2 separate regions of the Sus scrofa genome follow, and region 2 is linked to region 1. Evidence: chromatin contacts called from public Hi-C data. All regions are on one chromosome and are shown on one strand. The core of a region is the stretch at or near the end of the contact, and the rest is flanking DNA. Distances in the headings are between cores, read along the strand shown.

The links. Hi-C and Micro-C count contacts between places; a contact is called where the count stands out from the background.
Region 2: a contact with region 1 is called in a Hi-C map of skeletal muscle, with 2.5 times the contacts expected there. The contact joins the enhancer-like site here to the promoter of SLC25A35 in region 1. A contact is called at or near these places in 8 of 47 Hi-C or Micro-C datasets (adipocytes, blood, embryonic fibroblasts and 4 more) and 2 of 2 datasets of contacts at active chromatin or transcription factors (alveolar macrophages and skeletal muscle).

Annotation. Positions count from the first base shown.
Region 1 is chr12:53,493,072-53,500,098 of Sscrofa11.1, reverse strand. It overlaps SLC25A35 (solute carrier family 25 member 35), which reads left to right and starts at 4,127. Exons shown (of 6, transcript NM_001243357.1): 1 at 4,127-4,237. The coding sequence starts at 4,206. ARHGEF15 (rho guanine nucleotide exchange factor 15) reads right to left here and starts at 4,690. Exons shown (of 21, transcript XM_013990062.2): 1 at 4,551-4,690; 2 at 4,011-4,046; 3 at 1,731-2,389; 4 at 1,013-1,054; 5 at 945-1,010; 6 at 724-942; 7 at 442-496. The coding sequence starts at 2,340.
Region 2 is chr12:53,529,384-53,536,410 of Sscrofa11.1, reverse strand. No RefSeq gene overlaps it. Among named protein-coding and RNA genes, the nearest start is that of ODF4, 15 kb to the right of the region's middle. Within about 2 kb of position 3,195, at least 9 of the 83 cell types and tissues checked have an H3K27ac peak or open chromatin away from gene starts, as enhancers often do. A contact at or near this core is called in skeletal muscle, where this site is marked.

The DNA of each region.
Region 1 (7,027 bases), core at 2,878-5,377:
AAAAAAAATGAATGGCCTCGGACAGATCAACTCTAATAATGGCAGCGCATCTGAAATGACAAACAGGCCCAGATAACACAGGAGAGACATTCCTGGCTGCCAGATGGATTTGCGGACAATAATTTCAACAGAAGCTCAAGGTGGGGGAACTAAAATGGCTTCCCGTTGGCCAGGCTCTCTGCCAATGTCATACCCCAACAATTTTATGAAGGATTTGATTTGGGTGCCCCCATTTCGCAGATGAGGAGGCAGAGACCCGGAGGTTATAAGACTTGTATAAGGTCACACAGCTGATAAGGGACAGAGCTGGGATGAGAAACTGGGGCTGCTCATCCCTAGAGGCCTAACGCTCCTCCACTGCACACTTGGAGGTAGGATATAAGTGGACTTGAGAGTTAGTCGGCCGTCAGTTGGGATGGCGGGTGGGGGGGTGTTCCGTACCTGCCCTCCGTCGTTGCTGGAGCATCGTTCTGAGGGGTGCCATCAAGACTGTCCCCTAGAGAGAGAACCCAGAGTAAAGAGAACAGACTTCCAGGATCCGTCTCTTGACCGGCCCAGCAGAGATTGTTACTCAAAAAACTACAACTCCCGCCAGCCCCAGAGCAGCAGCTGGTGGGGGAACAGAAGCCCAGGGGCTCTTGGGGGTTGTAGTTAGTTGGTTTAGAATGGTCCATCTCCCCCTGCTCCCTTCCCAGCCCAGAGGTCCACCCCCAGGCTCTGTACCTGCTTGGATGCCATCTTCAGAGGGCAGATCGAGATCTGGCTGTGACGGGTCCCCAGAGACAGTGGCGTCCTGTCTGACCCGAGCTGGTTTGGGGGGTTTGAGGGGCGGCAGGAGTTTGCGCTCGGCAGTGGAGCGGTAGGACGTGAGGACAACAGAGGGGTGGCTGAGGCTTGGCGGGCTGGGGCGGGAGCGGGAGGTCCGCAATGGGGAGGCCCGCAGGGGACCCTGGGGCCGTCCTCATAGCCCCCCACAGGCACCCATCGGAGCTCCAGACCAGGCCGGGTACATGGCAGACACAGGGGCAGCAGGGAGGGCAGGCCAGCGCAGCATCTGTGGGAGATGGGGGCATCCTTAGGACACCCACCCCGCCCAGGCCTCCCCGTCCCCTCAACCTGCCTAAGCATCAGGAACGTGGAGGTCCAGCCTTAGGCATCTATCACCTCCACCCTGACTCTCTTCGAAATATGAAAACCGGATTTCCAATCATGAAATCCATTATGGAAAAAGTAGTCCCTCAGAGTTTCCGTTATGGCTCAGTGGTTAACAAACCACTAGCATCCATGAGGATGCGGGTTTGATCCCTGGCCTCGATCAGTGGGTTAAGGATCCAGTGCTGCTGTGACATAGGCACAGATAGGCATGGATCCCTACCTTGGGAACCTCCATATGCCACGGGTGCAGCCCTAAAAAGACAAAAGAAAAGAAGCCCCTGAAAGCACCCAATCTTTTTTTTACGGCTGCATCTGTAGCATATGGACATTCCCAGACTAGGGGTCCAATCGGAGCTGCAGCTGCCAGCCTACATCACAGCCACAGCAACAGGGATCTGAGCCTCATCTGTGACCTACCCCGCAGCTCACCGCAATGCCAGATCTCTAACCCACTGAGCAAGGCCAGGGATTGAAGCTAGTCAGGTTCTTAACCTGTTGAGCACAACTGGAACTCCAAAAATACCCAATCTTAAAGCTCTGAAAACAAAGAAGAGGAGCTGGATCCATAGGCTTACCTGAAGTGCCATTCTCCTGGGGCCCGCTCCCAGTGAGGACGGCCTGGGGAGTCTCTCTCTCCCCATTCACATCCACTGCCCCTGGGGGACCCGGCTCCAGGGCCTCCTCAGCCTGGACCCTGCCTTCAGTCCCCCATTCAAACCTGCCAGCCAGTCTCCGCACAGTGCCTGGGGCCGAGGACGAGCCATCCTGGGCCGGGACTGGAGCCTCGGGAACCAGGGGCAGAGGCGTGCGGGGTGACCCGGAGGGCTTGGGTGGGGGGACTGGAGACCGAGGAGCAGGTTCTGGGGAGATGGAGCGCCGGGATGTCGGGCTGGGGGTGCCAGAAGGCGAGTCTGGGGAAGTCTGGGAGTCGAGACTGGCTTTAGAAGCTGATGGAGGCAGAAGGGCTGGAGGCTTGAGGGCCGAGGCGGGGGGCTCCCAGAAGATGGGCGTGCACATCGGGGCTAGTGCATCATTGGCGGCGAAGGGAGGTTCTTGCGGAGAGGAGCCGTTGTGGTGGGTCCCTGAGGACTGGGCAGCCCGGGGCCGAGAAGGGGGGCGGGGGCGGATGATCCGAGGGGGCTTCTGGGTAGGGGGCGTTGCTGCAGGAAGAGACTGGGCTGACATCTTCCTCTGAGCTCTTCAAAGGAGTGGGGTACTCTGCTGGACTCATCCCCTGGGGAAGAGGGAGGGAGAAAGAGAGACCCTTCGTGCCCCCTCAAGTAGACTGAAGCCTTCGAGCAGAAATGTTTGCAACAAACAGGAGTATCCGTCCCTGGCACAGAGGAAACGAATTCGACCAGGAAACATGAGGTTGCAGGTTCGATCCCTGACCTCGCTCAGTGGGGTAAGAATCTGGCATTCCCGCCAGCTGAGGGGTCGCAGACATGGCTCAGACCCCACGTTGCTGTGGCTGTGGTCTAGGTCAGCTGTAGCTCGGATTAGAACCCCCCAGCCTGGAAACCTCCATAGGCCGCAGGGGCAGTCTTTAAAAAGAAGCCAAAAGCTCTGGCCTATGCGGGCAGCCCGATTAGACCCCCTAGCCTGGGAATCTCCATATGCCCCGGGTGCAGCCATAGAAAAGACCCAAAAAAGAAAGGAAATGTTTGGTCTTCTCTCTTTCCCTCTCCCCCCTCCTTATTCCATTCCCCGAGGACTCTGGACTCTCCAGCCAGCCTCTCTTGGCCCCCCAGCCTCCATTTCTCTGTCTTTTGGCTTCTGGGGACATCGTCAGGCCAGAGGGGACAGTGAGGCTGGGGTGGGGGCACCTGAGACCCAGGTTGAGGGGTGGGGAGAACTGGATCAGTGAGGGAAATTGCCGGCGCCGGTATAGCCACCAAGTATCTGCCAGATGGATTGTGTTTGGTGTCCGTGGTGTGTGTTGTGGAGGTTTGTGTGTGTGGTTTAAGCATGAGCGGACACAGTGCGTTTCTGTGCTATGTGAGCAGAGTGTTGGATGCTGTGTTTCGGGAGTGTGTGTGTTGTGTGTGGGCATGCGGTGGCGGGGGAGTGGAGTACCGTGTGTGGCGCCTGCTGGGAGGTGAGACTGTGTGTGTTCTGTGCTGCGTGGGGCCTAAGTGCAGTGGCGCCTGGGCCATGAGGAATGCATCACTATTTCCCTGCTCCAGCGGGCCCTCCGCCCCCCATTTCCCAGTTCCTCTCTCCGGACTCTCCCTTTCCGGATTATTTTTAGTCTCCTTTTCCTGCCATGAAGATTCCTGGAGCCTCTGACCCCAAGAGACCAGGAGGCCCCGGGCTCGATCTCTCCTGCCCCAGCCTCACTGTCTGCCCCCCACCCCCCATCTGCTCACAGAGAGATGCCCCACTGGAAGCCTGGGTCCCGCCAGGGTGCTTAGAGGGTGGTCGGGAGACCAGACAGAAGGTGAGGACCCGTGTGGCCAAGACTCAGGGGCCTGGGCTTCACTTCCTGCTGTCTGGAAGACGCTACAATCCTGAGGAGGCTGCAGGGTCAGGGCTGGGGGACCCAGCACCCCCACACTCCCCTGTGGAGTCAGCAGGAGAGTCAGAGCCCTCCAGGCCCCAGACTGGTTCTTGAGAAATGATGCGGGGTGGGGGGTGGGGGCTGTAGACCGGGAGTCTGCAGCTCAATGGCCTCTGTGTTCGGGCAGGAAGCTCCTTAGGTGACCCGGGCAGCAGCCTTGCCAGCCGGCCAGCTCCTCCCCAGCCTTGCCCCGTGCAAGGATCCCTGCCCCCCTCAGGTACCTGCACTGATTTCCTTCCCCCATCCCCCACTCAGGCCTCCCGCGGGGACCCAGGTACTGGGCCCAAACACTCACCCTTGAGTCCTCTCCACTCTCAGTCACCTCCCAGGGCTGAGTGAGTAGGGGCAGGAAACAGGAATTGGATCCTCCTCCCAACCGGACACCCCCCCCCCAAACCACACCACACTCCACATGCGCACACTGGGGCTCTGGACGATGTGAAGGACCCCGAACGCCGGGTTTCCGAGGTTACCAGAGTCTGGGAAGAGGATGAAACTCAGGCGAGGAGAGTGGGCTGTTCTGTAGGTGCACTTTCCATCCTGGGGCTCACAGGGGCTGGGGAGGGGCCAGGGACCAGGGACGGGGTGCGGGCGGATGGGCTGGCCATGCCACAGGGCTGGGCTGGCAGTGGGGCAAGGGCTCTAGACACCTCTGCGTGGCTGAGGGATGGTGTGTGTGGGTCTGACCATCTCTCAGACACCTGGCATGACAGCCTGTCCCTTTAGCATCCAGCCTGTCCCCTGGTGTGAGCCAGCCCACTCTTTCACACCAAGGGACCCCTCCCACCCATGTTTGCCCCTCTCTAACTCTGCAGGAGCTCCCCCCTGAATTTACCTTTATCTTTTTGGAAGCAGTTGCTATTTTCAGTCTGGTCTGCCTGCCCTTTGGAGCAAGGAACGTGGGGCCAGGTCTCCGAGTCTCTGTCTTTCTGGGGCGGGAACTGAGGGCCCAGATTGAGATCTCTGCAGAGGAAGCCGGTTCCTCAGCCCCACCCGGCCATTGTGTCAGGCATGTGGTGGGGGTGTGTGGGGGGGGGTGCGCAGAAATGGGAGGTCAGGAGCACACCCCAGGTCAGGGATGCCATTTGCTGCCCGCCCCCCATTCTCAGCCCCTGTCTCCCTGGGTCCCCAGCCCGTGTCTCTCCCTGTGAGGCTTTGATTAGCCAGGAGTCAGTACCCCTGAGGGGTGGGGCTAGGCAGGGGCCCCTCTCATCTCTAATTTACTCTTTGGTTGAAGAGCTGAGTTCCCAGGACTCAAACAAACAACTGAGGGGGCGGAATGAGCCACACCCGAGTCTGGGAAGTAGGGTGGTGGGAAGACCCAAGGGCAGCTGTGAACAGGGGGCCTTTGCCCATGGCCAGGTGCCTGCTTTTGATAACATTTCACATGCCCCCCCACACACACACACACACTCCAAACAAGACACTAAGAAGAAAAGCCAGGAAACTGGAGTTAAAATATGTTTTAACACATTTTTCTTTCTTTTCCTTTTTCTTTTTTTTTTGGCCACACGGTGGCATGCGGAAGTTCCCTGGTGCCAGGGATCGAACTGGAGCCGCAACAGTGACAACGCTGAATCCTTAACCAACAGGCCACCAGGGAACTCCCCTAACCCAATTTTCTTTAGCGTAAAAGACAAGTCCTTTCAATGACCAGCAGTGCGCTTACACAATCTACCCTCCTCTCCACCCTTCCTCTCTGGCACATTGGTTGAATAAATAAGGGGTGAGTTCCCTGATGGCCTAAGGGTTAAGGATCTGGCATTGTCACTGCTATGGTGTGGGTTCCATCCCTGGCCCAAGAACATCCACATGCCACATCAACAGCGATGTTATTTTGATAGTATCTATCTAATAGCACCATTGATACAGGGTGATGAAATGGCAGTTACCTGTGAGATATTCCTCCCCAAACCCTAAATCCTCAGTCCAATCATAAGGAAAAAAACCCATTGGAGGGATATTCTACAAAATACCTAACCGGGACTCCTCAAAACTGTCAAGGTAGAGTTCCTGCTGTGGCACAACAGGATCGGCAGCCTTTCTAGAGTGCTGGGACGAAGGTTCGATCCCCACCGGACACAGCGGGTTAAAGATCCTACATTCCCCCAGCGGCTATGTAGGTGGCAACTGCAGATCTGATCTGATCCCTGGCCCAGAAACTGCCAGGTGCCCCCCCCAAAGGAAATCTGAATCAAATATAAACTATATTAATAATGTATTAATATTTGTTTATGAATTCTAACAATATATTAATGTAAGATAATAAGGGAAATTGGATGTGGGGTGTATAGGATACTCTCAGAGTATCTTTATAATTTTTCTGTGGATCTAAAACTGTTCTAAAAATTAAGATTACTGGAGTTCCCATCGTGGCACAGTGGTTAACAAATCTGACTAGGAATCATGACGTTGCGGGTTCGGTCCCTGCCCTTGCTCAGTGGGTTAACGATCCAGCGTTGCCGTGAGCTATGGTGTAGGTTGCAGACGTGTCTTGGATCCAGCGTTGCTGTGGCTCTGGGTAGGCCGGCAGCTACAGCTCCGATTTGACCCCTAGCCTGGGAAGCTCCATATGCCGTGGGAGTGGCCCAATAAATAGCAAAAGACACACACACATAAAAAAAAATTAAGATTACTTAAAAACAACAACAACAACAACCAGGAGTTCCCGTCTTGGCTCAGTGGTTAACAAATCCAACTAGGAAACATGAGATTGTGGGTTCGATCCCTGGCCTCGCTCAGTGGGTTAAGGATCTGGCGTTGCCACATGCTGTGGTGCAGGTTGCAGACACGGCTCAGATCTGGTGCTGGTGTTGTTGTGGCTGTGATGTAGGCCAGTGGCTGTAGCTCTGATTTGACCCCTATCCTGGGAACCTCACATATGCTGTAAGTGCAGGACTAACAAGCAAAAACAACAACAACAACAACAACACTAGAAGTTGTCTATTTCTAGGGCATTTATATATTTAAAATAAAAGCCTTAAGCCAGTGGCTCTAAAATTTAGCACACAACAGAATTATCTGAAGGGCTTGCTAAAACTCCTTGTCCGGCCCCACTTTCAGTTTCAAATGCAGGAGGTCTAGGGCAGGACTAAAGAATTTGCATTTTTAAGTCTTGAGGTGCTGCTGCTGCTCCTGGGATGACACTTTGAGAACTACTGGTGTAAACTCAAAGGTTAAAACAATGAGAACTGTCACCTGTAAGCAGATACATAGGGGGCCCTGGAGAAACAGAACCAGGCATGGCTTTCTTGACCTAAGAGAAGTTTTTGCTTTGGTTTGGTTTTTTGTCTTTTTAGGGCTCACCCACAG
Region 2 (7,027 bases), core at 1,946-4,445, 37 kb before region 1:
ACGTCAGTGGAATCGTGCAGTAAGTGCCTTATTTGATTTAGCATCATCAGGTCCCCAAGGGTCATCCATGTTGTCACATGTAGCAGGATTTTTTCTTTTTTAAGGCTGAATTAAATGCCACTGTATGTACATAGCTCTTTGTCTTTATCCATTCATTCTCCTGTGTGTAATTACTTAGGTTGTTTCCACATCTTGGTTATTGTAAATAACGCTGCAGTAAACCTGGATATTCAAATGAAAATCCTGATTTCAATTATTTTGAATAAATATGTACAAGTGGGATTGCTGGATTTTACAGTTTTTTAATTTCTATTTTTAATTGTTTTGGCTACCAGGCACACAGAAGTTTCCAATCCAGGAACCCAACTTGCACCACGGCAGTGACAATGCCGGATCCTTAACTGCTGCCACCAAGGAACTCCTATTTTAATTTCTTTTTTTTTTTTTTTTTTTTTGGCTGCACCCACAGCACATGGAAGTTCCAGGGCAAAGGATCAAATCTAAGTCACAGCTATAGCATCACTGGATCCTTAACCCACTGTGCTACAGTGGGAACTCCCTATTTTTAATTTTTTGAGGAAACTCCATGCTGTTTTTTGTTTATTTGTTTTGTTTTGTGTTTTGTCTTTTCTGGGGCCGCTCCCGCGGCATATGGAGGTTCCCAGGCTAGGGATCCAATCAGAGCTGTAGCTGCCAGCCTATGCCAGAGCCACAGCAACGGGGGATCCGAGCTTTGTCTGCAACCTACAGCACAGCTCACGGCAACACCGGATCGTTAACCCACTGAGCAAGGCCAGGGATCGAACCCTCAACCTCAAGGTTCCTAGTCGGATTCGTTAACCACTGTGCCACCACGGGAACTTCTCCATGCTGTTTTAAGAGCAGCTACATCATTTACATTCCCACCCAAATCGTACCAGAGTTTCAATTTCTCCACATCCTTGCCAATACTTATTTCTTGTTTGTTTTTTGATAATAGCATTCCTAACAGGTGTGAGGGTTTTGTTTTTTTCTTTTATCTTTTTTTAAATGGAAGGATAGTTGATTTACAATGTGTCAGTTTCAGGTGTACAGCAAGATGATTCACATTTTTTCAGATTCTAAGCACATTTTTTTCAGATTCTTTTTTTTTTTTTTTTTTAGAGCCGTACCTGCAGCATATGGAGGTTCCCAGGCTAGGGGTCCAATCGGAGCTACAGCTGCTGGCCTACACTGCAGCCACAGCAATGCAGGATCCGAACCACCTCTGCGACCTACATCACAGCTCAGGGCAACACCAGATCCTTAACCCACTGAGCAAAGCCAGGGATCGAACCCACAAACTCATGGTTCCTGGTCAGATTTGTTTCTGCTGCGCCATGACTGGAACTCCCAGATTCTTTTCCATTCTAGGTTATTATAAAGTATTGAATATAGTTCCCCGTGCCATACACTAGGTCTTTGTTGTTATGTCGCTGTGGTTTTTATTTGCATTTCCATGACGACTAGTGCAACGAGCATCTTTTCAGGTATCCTGCCACCTATTTGTATGTCTTTCAAGTCCTTTGCCTATTTTTCAACCTTTTTGGTTTTTGGCTATTGAGTTGAAGGAGTTCCCTAAATACTTTGGGTATTTACCTTTATCACATACATGGTTTGCAAATATTTTGAGAGAAGATGGGAGACTCAGAGATTGATGCTTTCGTGAATATTTTCCAGTTACAACTTTATCAAAACTAGCTTTATAGTGTAGGAGAGAATCTGCTTTTTTGCAGCTCTGGGAAAAAAGAAACATTTGCTTCTGCTATTTCTGAGATCTTATTCCCAGTTGCTTTCTGAAGCTAAACATTGGAATGTCACTAGTTAGCACACAGATGGGGAGGTGTCTGAGAAGTTCAGACAAACTCTTGCTTCCAAATTATTCAGCATGCTTTCTGGACATTTGTGCAACAGACCACTACAGCATGGTTTGCAAAGATGAGTTTCAAACACTGTGTGGGCCAGTAACCTCTGCACAAACCTTTTCAGATTTGGTGGCTTTGGGTTACAGAATTTTAGGAGGAAAGGTTGAGAGGGTTGTTTTTATATATGTGAATATACATCTTTTGTGGAAATTGTTTAGAAACCTGAGATACATTCATTTATTTATTTACTAATTTATTTGTCTGTCTGTCTTTTCAGGGCCGCACCCATAGCACATGGAGGTTCCCAGGTTAGGGGTCGAATCAGAGCTATAACTGCTGGCCTGCGCCACAGCCATGGCAGCTCGATCTGAGTGCGACCTACATCACAGCTCTGTGACCTCAGCTCACAGCAACGCCGAATCCTTAACCCACTGAGCCAGGCCAGGGATCGAACCTGCATCCTCATGGTTACTAGTCAGATTCATTTCCACTGAGCCACGATGGCGGAAACGCCAAGAAACCTGAGATACACTTAAATATAAAAGGCAAGACCCCTCTGTTGTTAAAAGTTAGCCGCTGATGGCAGAATTTTATCTCTGGAATCTCCTGAATTTTGTCCAGAATTCTATTCCTGTGAATTATTGAAACTGGGCTTCTTTCTTCAGTCTCTGGTTCCACTTTATTGTTGTTATCTTGGCACTAATCTTTGTTTACCCAGGTTCTGACATTTTTACCCCAGAATTAATTACCCCAGATGTCTGCTCTTCTGTGTTTTCCAAGCAAACAAAGTAGGCAGGAAATATGAGCTTCCTGAGCAAACTGGCTTTCTGTTTTAATATGAGGCTTTGCTTCTTAGAAACTTATTCATCTTATGTCTACACTTCTTATTTATAATTTATTAAATATTATATATATTTCGGGTTTGCAGCTAATTATATGTTATCCTTTAACATTTGAAATCTGGTCCTGTTATCTTGCCTTTTGCTTCCCCAAATCTCCTTGGTAGAGTTTTCCTCTTCCATTTAATCTGAACTGCTACAACCTTTCTATCACGTAGCTCCTTGCTCAGAATAACCCTCCACACATGCAACTTTGGTCTAGGGTTTCTTTTCACTTTTAGACGCCTCCCTTGACGTGAGCAGCAGCGGAGTTCTGATCAGCCTCCCCTCCTTGGGTTTTGCACAGACGGGGCATTCAGTGACCAGATGTTTGCCTCCCCCTCCCCCACTCCATCTCAGCCCTGTGTGTGCTGTTCTTTGGAAGCTGTCCCCTCTCCCCGTGCCTTTCTCCCAAGGCAGTGACGTAAATCCTGGAAATGGCTGCCTTACACGCAGGAACCACTAAGCTCTTGCCTTAACACATAACCCAGATCACCAGCTGAGCTATTCACTCAGCTGCCTCCCAGTCCTAAAATACTGCCTCTGCCCCAGGTGGGGTGGAGGGAGTCAGTCCCGACACCTGGAAACCGCCATCCTTCCTCCCCTCCAATGCAGGTACACTCTGTATCAGAGAGCTTCCTTGAAATCCATCTTCTTTTTTTTTTTCCTTTTTAGGACCTCATCTGCAGCATATGGAGGTTCCCAGGCTAGGGGTCCAATTGGAGCTACAACTGCCGGCCTACACCACAGCCACAGCCACAGCCACAGCAACAAGGGATCCAAGCCGCGTCTGTAACCTACACCACAGCTCAGGCAACGCTGGATCCTCAACCCACTGAGCGAGGCCAGGGAGTGAACCCGAAACTTCATGGTTTCTAATCAGATTCGTTTCCGCTGCGCCAGGAAGGGAACTCCCTGGAAATCCATCTTCAATCTTGGCTTTTCCTCTTCCATCTCTCCTCACCCACCCACTGCTCTAGCCTGTGGGTGTCATTCATTCATGCAACATGCGGATGGGGCCAAGCAAAGTTAACAGCCCCAGTATGGGTACAAATACTAGTGCCTCCTCATATGTTGCACTGAGAACACATTTCTGTGAAATTAGCTTTTTTCTTTCTTTCCTTTTTTTTTTTTTTTTTTGCCCTACCCATGGCATGCAGAATCAAATGCAAGCCACAGCAGTGACTGGAGCCATAGCAGTAACAACACCAGGTCCTTAACCCACTAGGCAACCAGGGAACTCCCTGTGATATTTCTACCAAGAATGTGTTACCCAAATGTAATTATGAAGAAACATGAGACAAACCCAGATTGAGGGAGATCCTATGATATAACTGGTCCATGTCAGGAATGCAAAGACTGAGAAACTGACCCAGTTAAAGTAGGCTAAAGAGACATGGCAACTGCATACAATGCATGATCCAGGATTTTCTTTCATAGTGAACATCGCTGGGGCAATTGACAAAATCTGAATACTATCTGAAGATCATATTATTATATCAAAGTTAATTTCCTAATCTTGACACTCGTACTGTGGTCACAGAGAGAATGTCTTTGTTTTTAGGAAATACACATTGAAGTGTAAGGAGTAAAGAAGCATCACGTCTCAACTTATTTTCAAATGGTAAAGAAAAAGAAGTGTCTGTGTGTGTGTGTGTGTGTGTGTAGAGATGGAGGAGGGAGAGATACAAAGCAAACGGAGAAGTGTTAACATTTGAGGAAATCTGGGTGAAGAATATAAAGGAATATTGTTGTAATGTTCTTGCAACTTCTCTGTAAATCTGAAATTATGTCCTGCCCCCAGGCCCCGCCTAATTTTTTTTTTTTTTTGGCCACACTCGTGGCACATGGATGTTACCAGGCCAGGAATCCAACCCAAGCCACAGTAGTGACAATGCCGATCCTTAACTGCTAGATCCCCAGGGAACTCCCCTGACCATTTTTTTTTAAATGTTCAGAGTCCCACCAAGAGGAGAGACAGCTTTGCCTCCTCGAGCCCAGTCCTTAGGTCTTGGGGCCTGTGCAGATGGAGACGGAGGGCAGTAACTTGGGTTTGCAGAAGCAGGAGTCCATGCAGGCAGCCTTCATACCATGATGCAGATCTCAAAGGTAATCGGAAGCCCCCAGGCCCTGTGCTCTTTGCCCCTCTGCACACAAGTATATTCTAGGGATTCAGGAGAGTGTCATGTCTCAACAATCCCTGCTCAGATAAACAGACCCAGAGCCAGAATTCTCACCAATACCAAGGACAGTTTCTATCCCACCTACCAGGCTTCCCCCTCAAACAGTAGTTCCCCACTGAGGACAAGTCTTCCTTCCCCTTAGCTGACTCCTTCAGTGACATGCCCTGCTGCCAAACAAAAGTTCTCAGCCTGTGTCTTTTTTTTTTTTTTCTTTTTCTTTTTACAACCGCACCTGCAGCATTTGAAAATTCCCAGGCTACGGGTTGAATCAGAGCTGCAGCTCCAGGCCTAAGCCACAGCCATAGCAACGTGGGATCTGAGCCACACCTGCAACCTATGCCACAGCTTGTGATAATGCTGGATCCTTAACCCACTGAGGGAGGCTAAGGATCGAACCCACCTCCTCACAGAGACTAGTTCTTAACCCACTGAGCCACAATGGGAACTCCCTCAGCCTGTTTCTAATGCGTCTTTTCATGGCTTGACAGCGCATTTCTTCGTATCACTGATCAATATGCCATGGAATGGATGTATCAGAGTTTATCCATTCATCTATTGATGGACTTTTTTTTTTTTTTTAAGGGCCGCACCCATGACACTTGGGGGGTCTCAGGCTAGGGGTCATTCCTACACCACGGCAACGCTGGATCCCAGCCAAGTCTGAGCCATAATGGGAACTCCCATGTCCCACCTTTTTGAACAGAAATGTCTGTAATGGTGGGCCTTTGTCCTACCATTGTATTTTGGGTATTCAGGGGATGGTCACTGATCCGTTTAGTTCATAGGCATTCAGGAGCTGTACTTAAGGAATTACATCCAAAGAACCACATCTGTGGAGTTCCCATGGTGGCTCAGGGGGGTTAAGGACCTGACATTGTCTCTGTGAGGAGGTGGGTTCCATCCCTGGCGGAACTCAGCGGGTTAAGGATCCTGCATTGCCCCAAGCTCTGGTGTAGGTCCTAGAGGCTGCTTTGGTCGATGCTGCCTCAGCTGTAGCGCAGACCGCAGCTGCAGCTCCTATTCGACCCCCAGCCCCCGAAGGTCCAAATGCCACAGGTGTGACTGTGAACAGACAAAAAAAGAGCCTCAGCAGCACCTGGGCTTAATTTATTAGACGGTATATTAGTTTGCTAGGCCTGCCCTGACAAAGTACCACAGACCGGGTTAAACAACAAAAACGGATTTTCTCACCATTCTGGAGTCTTGAAGTCCAAGATCAAAGTGCACACAGGTTTGGTTTCTTCTGAGATCTTTCCACTTGCTTTGCAGATGGTCGCCTTCTCCCTGTGTCCTCACACGGTCTTTCTTCTGCGCACACAGCCCCCTGGTGTCTCTGTTTTCCCTTTTTTCTTTTTTTTTTTTTGCTTTTTTAGGACAGCACCCACGGCATATGGAGGTTCCCAGGCTAGGGGTTGAATCGGAGCTACAGCCACCAGCCTATGCCAGAGCCACAGCAACACCAGATCCGAGCCTCGCCTTTGACCTACACCACAGCTCACGGCAATGCCGGATCCTTAACACACGGAGCAAGGCCAGGGATCGAACCTGCCTCCCCACGGATGCTAGCCAATTCCTTTCTGCTGAGCCACGACGGAAACTCCATGGTGTCTCTATTTCTAATCTCCTCTTCTAGAAGGATACCAGTCAGATGCCAGGAGGGCCCACTCTAATAGCCTCCTGTTAACCTAATCACCCCCTGAAGACCCCATCCTCAGGTACAGTCACATTCTGATGTACTGGGGATTAGGGCTTTCACTTAGGAATTTGGGGGGGCTGGCGTTCCCATGGTGGTGCAGTGGAAACAAATCAGACTACTGACCATGAGGTTGCAAGTTCGATCCCTGGCCTCACTCAGTGGGTTGAGGATCTGGTGTTGCTGTGGCATAGGCCAGCAGCTGCAGCTCCAATGGGACTCCTAGCCTGGGAAACTCCATGTGCTCTGGGTGTGGCCCTAAAAAACAAAAACAACAACAAAAAAAAAAATGGGGGGCTACGGCTCGGCCCATGACAGATGGCAAATGTGTTGTAAAATTTTGTATTTTTTTTTTTTTTTTTGTATTTTCTAGGGCCGCACCTGTGGCAT